Regions from separate parts of the Ovis aries genome. Here region 1 is linked to region 2. Evidence: chromatin contacts called from public Hi-C data. All regions are on one chromosome and are shown on one strand. The core of a region is the stretch at or near the end of the contact, and the rest is flanking DNA. Distances in the headings are between cores, read along the strand shown. Region 1 overlaps POU2F3 (POU class 2 homeobox 3). Region 2 has its middle 27 kb from the start of OAF.

Region 1 (4,093 bases), core at 49-2,548, 110 kb after region 2:
TACTGAGAGAAATTAGAATATTCAAATAACAGGCTAAATTTATAATTTAGAAGGTCTACTATAATAAAAGTATCTATTTCCCTCAAATTAATCTATAGATAATGCAATCCCCATTAAAATACTGGAAGGTGAAAAAAAAAAAAACACAATAAATAGCTATCCAAAACTGAAATAAAGTCTTTGGATCTGTAAGAGATAGATTTCGGGGACTGAAAATCCACTTATTTGGGAAGCTTCCTCAGAAAATCCTAAAAATTTGATAGATGTGTTGACTTTTAAATTAGATAACCTGAGTTCAAATCAGAGCTCCCCTGCTAACCAGCCATGTACCTTGGATACATCATTTACCTTCATGAACCTGTTTTCCTTAACAGTAAAACAAGAATAGCATCACTTGCCTTTTCAATCTCATGGGAATATTCTGAAAATCAACCAAACTGATATGTTTGAAAGTGCTTTGTAAACTGTAGAACGTCATGGAAAGGTGTAAGTGAGGGCTGTAGGCCACATCCAGGTGTGGCCTCTTGGTAGACGATGACTCAGGTTATGGCAGGAGAAGGAGATGGATTCTCAGTTATTGATTTAAACACATACACACACACATACAACAAACATATCTATCTGCATATATGTGTGTTTATTTAGAAAATGTGCCCCTAAATGTCTCAAGACATTTCTTTCACCAGGTAAAAGAGGAAACTATCACTAACTTGAATACTTTAGGAACTGAAATCTTCCAAACTCAAGCACTGAAATTTGGAGTTCTTTCTCTTTTTAATCTTATTAATATTTTTTTTTCTAGTTTAAAATGAATAATTACCTTTGAAAATTTGGACATTACAGAAATATTTGACTTAGTGAATACCTTCTGTAACCCCAAATACCCTCCATGTATCTGTTCTTAGTAATTGGATTGACTCTGGTCTTTCAGAATTTTTTTTTGTGTTGGTTCTTTCTGTCCTGCAGGCATTCAACAGAAGATTCCTGAAATAGTCCTTTGTTATAGAGGATAAACCTTTAGGGGCGGAAATATATTTTCGATCTTAAAAACGTGCCATTCCATATCTGCCTCTCCGTTCTTACTGTTTTGGCCTTAGGCATGTCCTCAGCAGCTCTTTTCCTAGACTGTTGTGATAAACAGCTCTTTAATTAATTCCCCTGCTCACAGGTATCCTCTCTTCAAATCCATATCCCGTACAGCTGTTACAAAATCTCGCATGTCCCTGCCCTTTGCTCGAGTTACACTTTGCCCCCGAGTCCAGCCTCAGCTTCTTTGCGTGATCCACAGGGCCTCTGTCATCAGGCCCTGGCTGCTTGCCCCGGCCTCTCCCACTCCACGCTGTGGCAGCGCTGAATTGCTCGTCGCTCTTGAACATGAAGTCGTTTCGTTGTCTGTGACTGTGGACAAGCTGCTCCCACTTCCTGGCATGCCCTGCTTTCCCTTCTGCTGAACCCCTCTTCATTCTTCAAGGCTCCCAGAGGCTCCCACTTCTCTTCTCTGGAGCCTTCCTGTCTAACCCCTCTTTTTCTGGTTATCTGTCCTCTGCCCTGACAAAGCAACTCACAACCTTCCCGTGCGACCACCGCAGCACCGCATCCCCATTGCCTTCAGTACTGCACTGTAGGTGATGTTTTTGTTTGTTTCATTACTTATCTATTTTTTTAAGCTTTGTATTTTGCATTGGAGTGGCAGTGATCAACAATGCTGCTGTGATAGCTTCAGGTGGACTGCAAAGGTCTCAGCCATTCACATACATGTATCCCTTCCCCGCCAAATTCCCCTCCTAACCAGGCTGTGTAGGTGACTGCAGTTTTACTTGCCATCTCCTAATTGATCTGGGAGGTCCCTGTTCACCTTTGTGTCACAGTTACTCTTGGAATACAATAGGTGCATACTAAATGTTTATTGAATTAAACTGGAAAGGGGAACTTTATGGGGCAGAAAAAGCTATATCTAAAGCCGCTTGGAAGACCATATGCTCCACTGCTACTGGAAAAGATGCAGGATCAGAGGGCCACAGAGACACATCCCTTTATCCAGGGCACCAGAAGAATACAAGAGACAAGGACCTCAGCCTTACTTAGAAGACTATTCTCAAACATGAACGTTACCAGGGAAAGCCTTTTACTTGCACTTATAGCCAAAGCTCAGCCTTTCAGAGACAGGCTTCCAGGTCACAGGCAGTTCCCCAGGGGATGTCAAAGAGACTCCCATTCAGACTTGTTGAAAGTTTACTTTTGATCACTGTGGCAGCCCCACATCCATGCAAAAATCCCAGGCTCCACTTGTGGAAACCTGTACACCAACTGTGTACCACATGTGAAAACAGCATGGCTCACTGAAGAGGCAGAGGTCAACAAGTTCATTTTTAGGTAGGAAATTCTAGGCGGAAACAGAATGGGATGCCTTACAGAGTGGTACGGGCAAACGAAGGGAGGGTCTGGGAGCCAAAGATGCAAACAGAAAGTCAGGCTCTGCTCTTCCTGGCTGTGTGATGGGTCTATTAATTTCTCTAGTCTTGGTTCCTACATCTGTAAAAATGGCTTGATAAGATTATTTTCCTCATTGAGTTATCATGAAGAACAAATGCTGATCCATTTGAAAGTACTTTTATTTTTATTATAATTTTATTTATTCATTTTGGGCTGTGCTGGGTCTCCGTTGCTGCGGGGACTTTTCTCTAGTTGTGGTGAGCAGGAGCTAGTCTCTAGTTGCAGTGAGTCGGTTTTTTATTGCGGTGGCTTCTCGTGTTGTGGAGCACTTGCTCTAGGCACGTGTGCCTCACTGGTTGTGGCCCGTAGTTGTGGTTCACAGGCTCCGGAACACAGGCTCAGTAGTCGTGGCACACAGACTTAGTTGCTCCGTGACTTGTGGGATCTTCCTGGTCCAGGGATCGAACCCGCGTCTCATGCACTGGCATGTGGCTCTTTGCCGCTGAGCCACCAGGGAAGCCCTAAAGTATTTTTAAAATATTACTTTTTCCCTTTCTTGAGCTGATGCTCTTGGAACTAATCTACGTAGCACTCCATGACTGCAAGTTGGTGCTGTGTGTGTGCACAGGTAGTCTCCTTTGGACCCCAGAGAACAACATACAGTAGTGTGAGAATATCGCGGTGTGTCTGAGCCTTCTCTTTTCCTGTCCCACCTCTCTTCCTCGTGATGAGGGAGGAAAAGAGCAAATCCTGGAGTTAATTTGTCCGTGTGAAAGTCAAGGGAATACAAAAATGCTGGTTCCCAAACCAAGTGTATCAGGTTACGCATCAGGCAGATGTGTGCTTTATCTGCATCTAAACCTTACCCTGTGAAGTAATGGAGAACTCTGAAGCAGGATTGAGATTAAATCTTATTAGAGCAATGGGATTAGGGTTACTACTGAGTTACTTCAGGAGCCAGAATGGGCAACAACCCCAGAGTGATAGAAACAAGAGAGAGAGTTATGCCACTGTGTAGGGGAGTGGACTGAACACCGGCTGGAACATTCGGAGACCTGTTCTCAGGGGCCCTGACTTGGTCTCCAGACTTGGCTTGACTGCATCTCTAGCTGGGTTGCCCTGATAGGTGATTTCTCCTCTGGAGAAATCCGAGTCAGCGCTGTAAAATGCACCATTTGAACCAGGTTGTATCTACACTTCCTTTGAGTTCTGATGGGAAAGGGAAGGAATCAACACTTGTTGCATGTCTGCCATGCACTTGACAGCAGTCTGCACAAAGCTGCCTTGAAGCGTCTATGGTTTCATCACACATGGTAGTCAGGTTCATGTAGAACTATGCAATCAGACAGATGTGGATTGAAATCCCAGATTTACCAGCAGTAACTTTTAGCAAGTTTCTTAACTTTTCTAAACCTCAGTCTAGTAAAATTGGCTGCTGCTGCTGCTGAGTCCCTTCAGTCGTGTCTGACTCTGTGCGACCCCATAGACGGCAGCCCACCAGGCTCCTCCGTCCCTGGGATTCTCCAGGCAAGAACACTGGAGTGGGTTGCCATTTCCTTCTCCAATGCATGAAAGTGAAAAGTGAAAGTCAAGTCGCTCAGTCGTGCCCGACTCTTCGTGACCCCATGGACTGCAGCCCACCAGGCTCCTCCGTCCATGG
Region 2 (3,847 bases), core at 1,237-3,736:
GTGACCTCACCCCAGTCAAGTCCAGAAAGAAACACATCTGATGCACTCAGGTTTGGGGCAGGAACCTGGGGCAGAGGACAGGAGCAGAGGATAGCGTAGGAGCCCTCTCAACCCCATAGGAACCCCCCTTCTCACAGGGGCTCTGGGCTGCCCCTGGACTGTGGCCTTCCCAAGGCTGCCCAGGAGATGTGGCAGAGGCCTTGGCTGCAGCCTTTCCGGCCCTCCTGTCCTCCGGGATCTCAGAATTTCCCAATCGCCTCCCGGCACTTTTACTCAACACCCTCCCCTCCTTTCCCCATCCACCCCTTAGCGGCTGGGCTGCTGGAAGCCAGTGGTGTTCCCGAGTTAATCAAAAACTCCTGGACTTTGCCCTTGAATGGAGGCCATCATCCCTTTGTCCCAGGGCTACAGGGTCAGCTTGCTCCTCTTGGACTTAAATAGCTGTAGAAGACTAAACGGTGGGTGAACGTGAGAGCTGAATTAAAGTTGATCCAGGGCCTCCTGCTACTACCAGGCACTGGACTGGGTGCTCAAGAGAAAACTGACCTCCCAGCTGTCCTACTGGGGATGCGTGTGTGTATGCTAAGTTACTCCAGTCATCTAGACTCTCTGAGACCCGACGGCCTGTGCCCCACCAGTCTGCTCCGTCCATGGGATTCTCTAGGCAAGAATATTGGAGTGGATTGCTCTGCCCTTCTCCAGGGGATCTTCCCCACCCAGAGATCAAACCTACGTCTCTTAGGTCTCTCACAGAGGCAGGCAGGTTCTTTACCGTTAGCACCACCTCCCCTGTTTTGCCTATAAGAAACTGAGGTGCAAAGCCTTGAAGAAACTTGCCCCAGACCTTGAAAATATGAAGAGTGGAGAATGCTTTGAACCATTCAATGGAGTTATTTTGGGGGGTAGAGGGGGTTGGTTGACTCATGATTGGTTCAGAACATTCTAGAATTATCCATAGCTTCTGGACAGAAAGCTGAAAATAGGTGTGATGTTCCAGCTCAAAGAGATGAGTGAATTTATGCACAGCCTGGGCTCATAGGCAGAGGGAGGGGCCCCAGGAAAACCAGGAAGGCCCACGAGGTTTGATATTCTTTTAGACATGGAGGCCATCAAGATGGCGCTGTGTATGGATGAAGAGTGTTAAAGAGAACCCCAAACCCAGGACACCCCTACAAGGGTCCTGGAGAATATTGATGTCGCCTGAGATGATCAGGACTTTGGGATACATTGCTGGAGAGGCCAGGGACATAATTCAGCCCCATCTGGAGCAGGCAGGGCCTGAAAATTGATGCCCAGCAAAGCAAGGGCACTTAGGGAGCTCAAGTTCTCCGGCTCCCCTCCACACGCACTGCCTGGCCACCCACTTGCTGGGCATCCTGCAGCTGCGCTAAACGCACCCTCCTGGACTCCCCTGGTGGTCCTGTGGCAAGGAGTCTGATTGCCAAATGCAGGGGACACGGGTTCAATTCCTGCTTCAGGAAGATTCCAAGTGCTACGAGGCAACTAAACTTGTGTGCCCTAGAGCCGGTGCTCCGCAACAACAGAAGCCCCCACAGTGAGAAGTCCGCACACACCACAACTTGAGAAAGCCTGTGAGCTGCAACGTAGACTCAGCACAGCCAAAAATAAACAGATAAATAAATTAATAAATAAGTGAAACTTAAAAAATAAACTTGCTCCTCTTTCCTTCCAAGGCCCAAGCAAACGTCAGTTCTTGTTGCCTCCTTCCACTTTATTTTTCCCATCTGTCCTCTCCCCCTTCCCCCTTCCTTGGCCCGCTCCCCCATCCCACTCCCCCATCTGCCCTAAAGAGCAAATTCCTATCCTGACCGGGAAGCTCTGCTGGAATCTGGGAGGCCTGGTTTCTGGCTGAGGGAGAAGAGGCAGATTCAGGGGCAGGCCTGAAGAAACTGGGAGGCAGAAGGAGGGGCTGGCCAAGGGGCGAAATGAGTTCCTGGCCGGGGAGAGAGGGAACTGGTGGGACAGTGGCCTCAGAGCCTATGAGGCTTGCAGAGAGATTTTGGGGTGCAGGACAGGGGTTTCTCAGGCTCCCTGCCCTACAGAGGGGGCCTTGGTGGTGAAGGGGCAGCTGCGGAGGGGGGGGTCACTCCCACCTACACCAGCCCTCAGTCCCAGCTCAGCACCCCCAGGTGGTCTGGTCCAGGCTGCCATGGAAAGCAAAAGTCCAGAAGAGGGGCCCAGCCAGGGGGAGACCCAAAAGTCAGAGGCAAACAGGCAGCCCTGGGCCTCCCCAGCACGGCAGCCTCGCCGACTCAGGGCGCTCACTTGGGGCCCTCAGGCTCCCCAGGCCTGTGTCTGAGAACACTGGAAGTCCCAACAGCAGGGCTGGCTGGCTGCCTCCCTCCGCCAGGCCCAGGTTAACCCTTGCACAGCTGGGCAGCTTACTCGTCTCATCCCCTTGCTTGCATCCCAGCACAGGGCAGGTTTCCTCTGCCTGCCTGGCAGCTCCTCGAGGCTGACACCTTCCTTGTCCCTGGCTTCCTCCACACAGGCAGTCCCCTGCCTCCAGTCCTCCCAGAGAGCCTGGCAGTCCCATCTCTGCAGATGACTGAGCCTTTGGCCTCTTCCCAGCCCAGTCAGCCTTTGAGAAATAGGCTTGGTGTCCTGAATTGGAATGGACGGGCCTTAGCAGCCCTCCCATCCAGCGCCTCCTTTACAAGGAGGAAACTGAGGCCCAGGGTCACACAAGTGCTGAGGGCAGCTCCTGATCACCTGGTGAGGAGGCAATCCGGGGTGCCAGGGCCCAAGAGGAGATGTGGGCAGCCTGAGTCAGGGAAAGGGCAGCGGATGGGGAAGGACAGAGGCACGGCCTGGCTCTCTCCCTGGGCAGGGCAGGCCTGGCCTGTTACCTGGAAGGGCAGGTATTGCCTGAGATTGTTTGTGGGGGGTTTCCAGGTGGCTGGAACTGAATCACAACCTGCACGCGCCACCCATCCTCGTGTGGGCGCAGTGAATCAGCACGCGTTGTCCTGCGGGTGTGGAGTGGTCGGCATTCCACACGTGGGACGGGCCCCAGAGCATTGGGTGTCTGTGTCTTCAGGGACCGCTCACCCGTACTGGCTCACCAGTGTGCGTATATGCGTCCCTGCCCGGCCTCTGCGGGTCTTACGGAAATTAGGTGTGTGCAAGAGCATGCCTGTGTATGTGCACACACCAGTGGAGGGCTAGCTACTTGGCTGTGTGCTTCAGACAGAGACAGGGAAGCACTGTTGTGCTCCGAGCTCCAGCCTACTCCAGTGCCTGAGTTTCTAGCTGCCCCAGCTGAACTGCGCACAGATGTGGGCTGCTTTGCTGCAGTCCTAAGCAGACCTCCCGGGATTTTTCCAGAGGAAACGCAGAAATATTGTGGTGTCTGCTCTGAGTAGTAGGAGAGAGAATGGGGATGGGACTTGACGGTAGGGCTCCAACAAGGAGGGACCACAGGCCAGCGGGAAACTGAGGAAGCAAGAGCCTCCCCCAAAGGACGGGCTGGGACCCAGGGGCAGGGGTGTCTGATGGTTTTCGGCTGTAGGGCCCCGGGTACCACTGGGGAGAGTGATGTCTTTGGTTGTCTCCAGTGTCCAGAGTGCTGGCCCCAGCGCCCAGCCCACTGCGGCCCCTCCTCTCCGGGCCCCTCCCTCTCAGGGCCCTGGGCAAGTGCTCCATTGCCCTCTGGGCAAACACACACCAGCACCTCCATCCCCTCCGCACCATGAGCTGGGAGGCACCACGCATACACAGGCACCCCAGCCACCGTGGCACCACCACCCACACACGGACCACACACACATACACACATCGTCACCACATTCACACACACACACCCTCATATCATATGCCAGTATTT

What was found. Hi-C and Micro-C count contacts between places; a contact is called where the count stands out from the background.
Region 1: a contact with region 2 is called in a Hi-C map of liver, with 4 times the contacts expected there. The contact joins two enhancer-like sites. A contact is called at or near these places in 4 of 16 Hi-C or Micro-C datasets (liver, skin fibroblasts and tail adipose tissue).

Annotation. Positions count from the first base shown.
Region 1 is chr15:30,588,858-30,592,950 of ARS-UI_Ramb_v3.0, forward strand. All of the region lies in intron 3 of POU2F3 (POU class 2 homeobox 3), which reads left to right. Among named protein-coding and RNA genes, the nearest start is that of TLCD5, 37 kb to the right of the region's middle. Within about 2 kb of position 1,299, at least 2 of the 54 cell types and tissues checked have an H3K27ac peak or open chromatin away from gene starts, as enhancers often do. A contact at or near this core is called in liver, where this site is marked.
Region 2 is chr15:30,472,720-30,476,566 of ARS-UI_Ramb_v3.0, forward strand. No RefSeq gene overlaps it. Among named protein-coding and RNA genes, the nearest start is that of OAF, 27 kb to the right of the region's middle. Within about 2 kb of position 2,487, at least 20 of the 54 cell types and tissues checked have an H3K27ac peak or open chromatin away from gene starts, as enhancers often do. A contact at or near this core is called in liver, where this site is marked.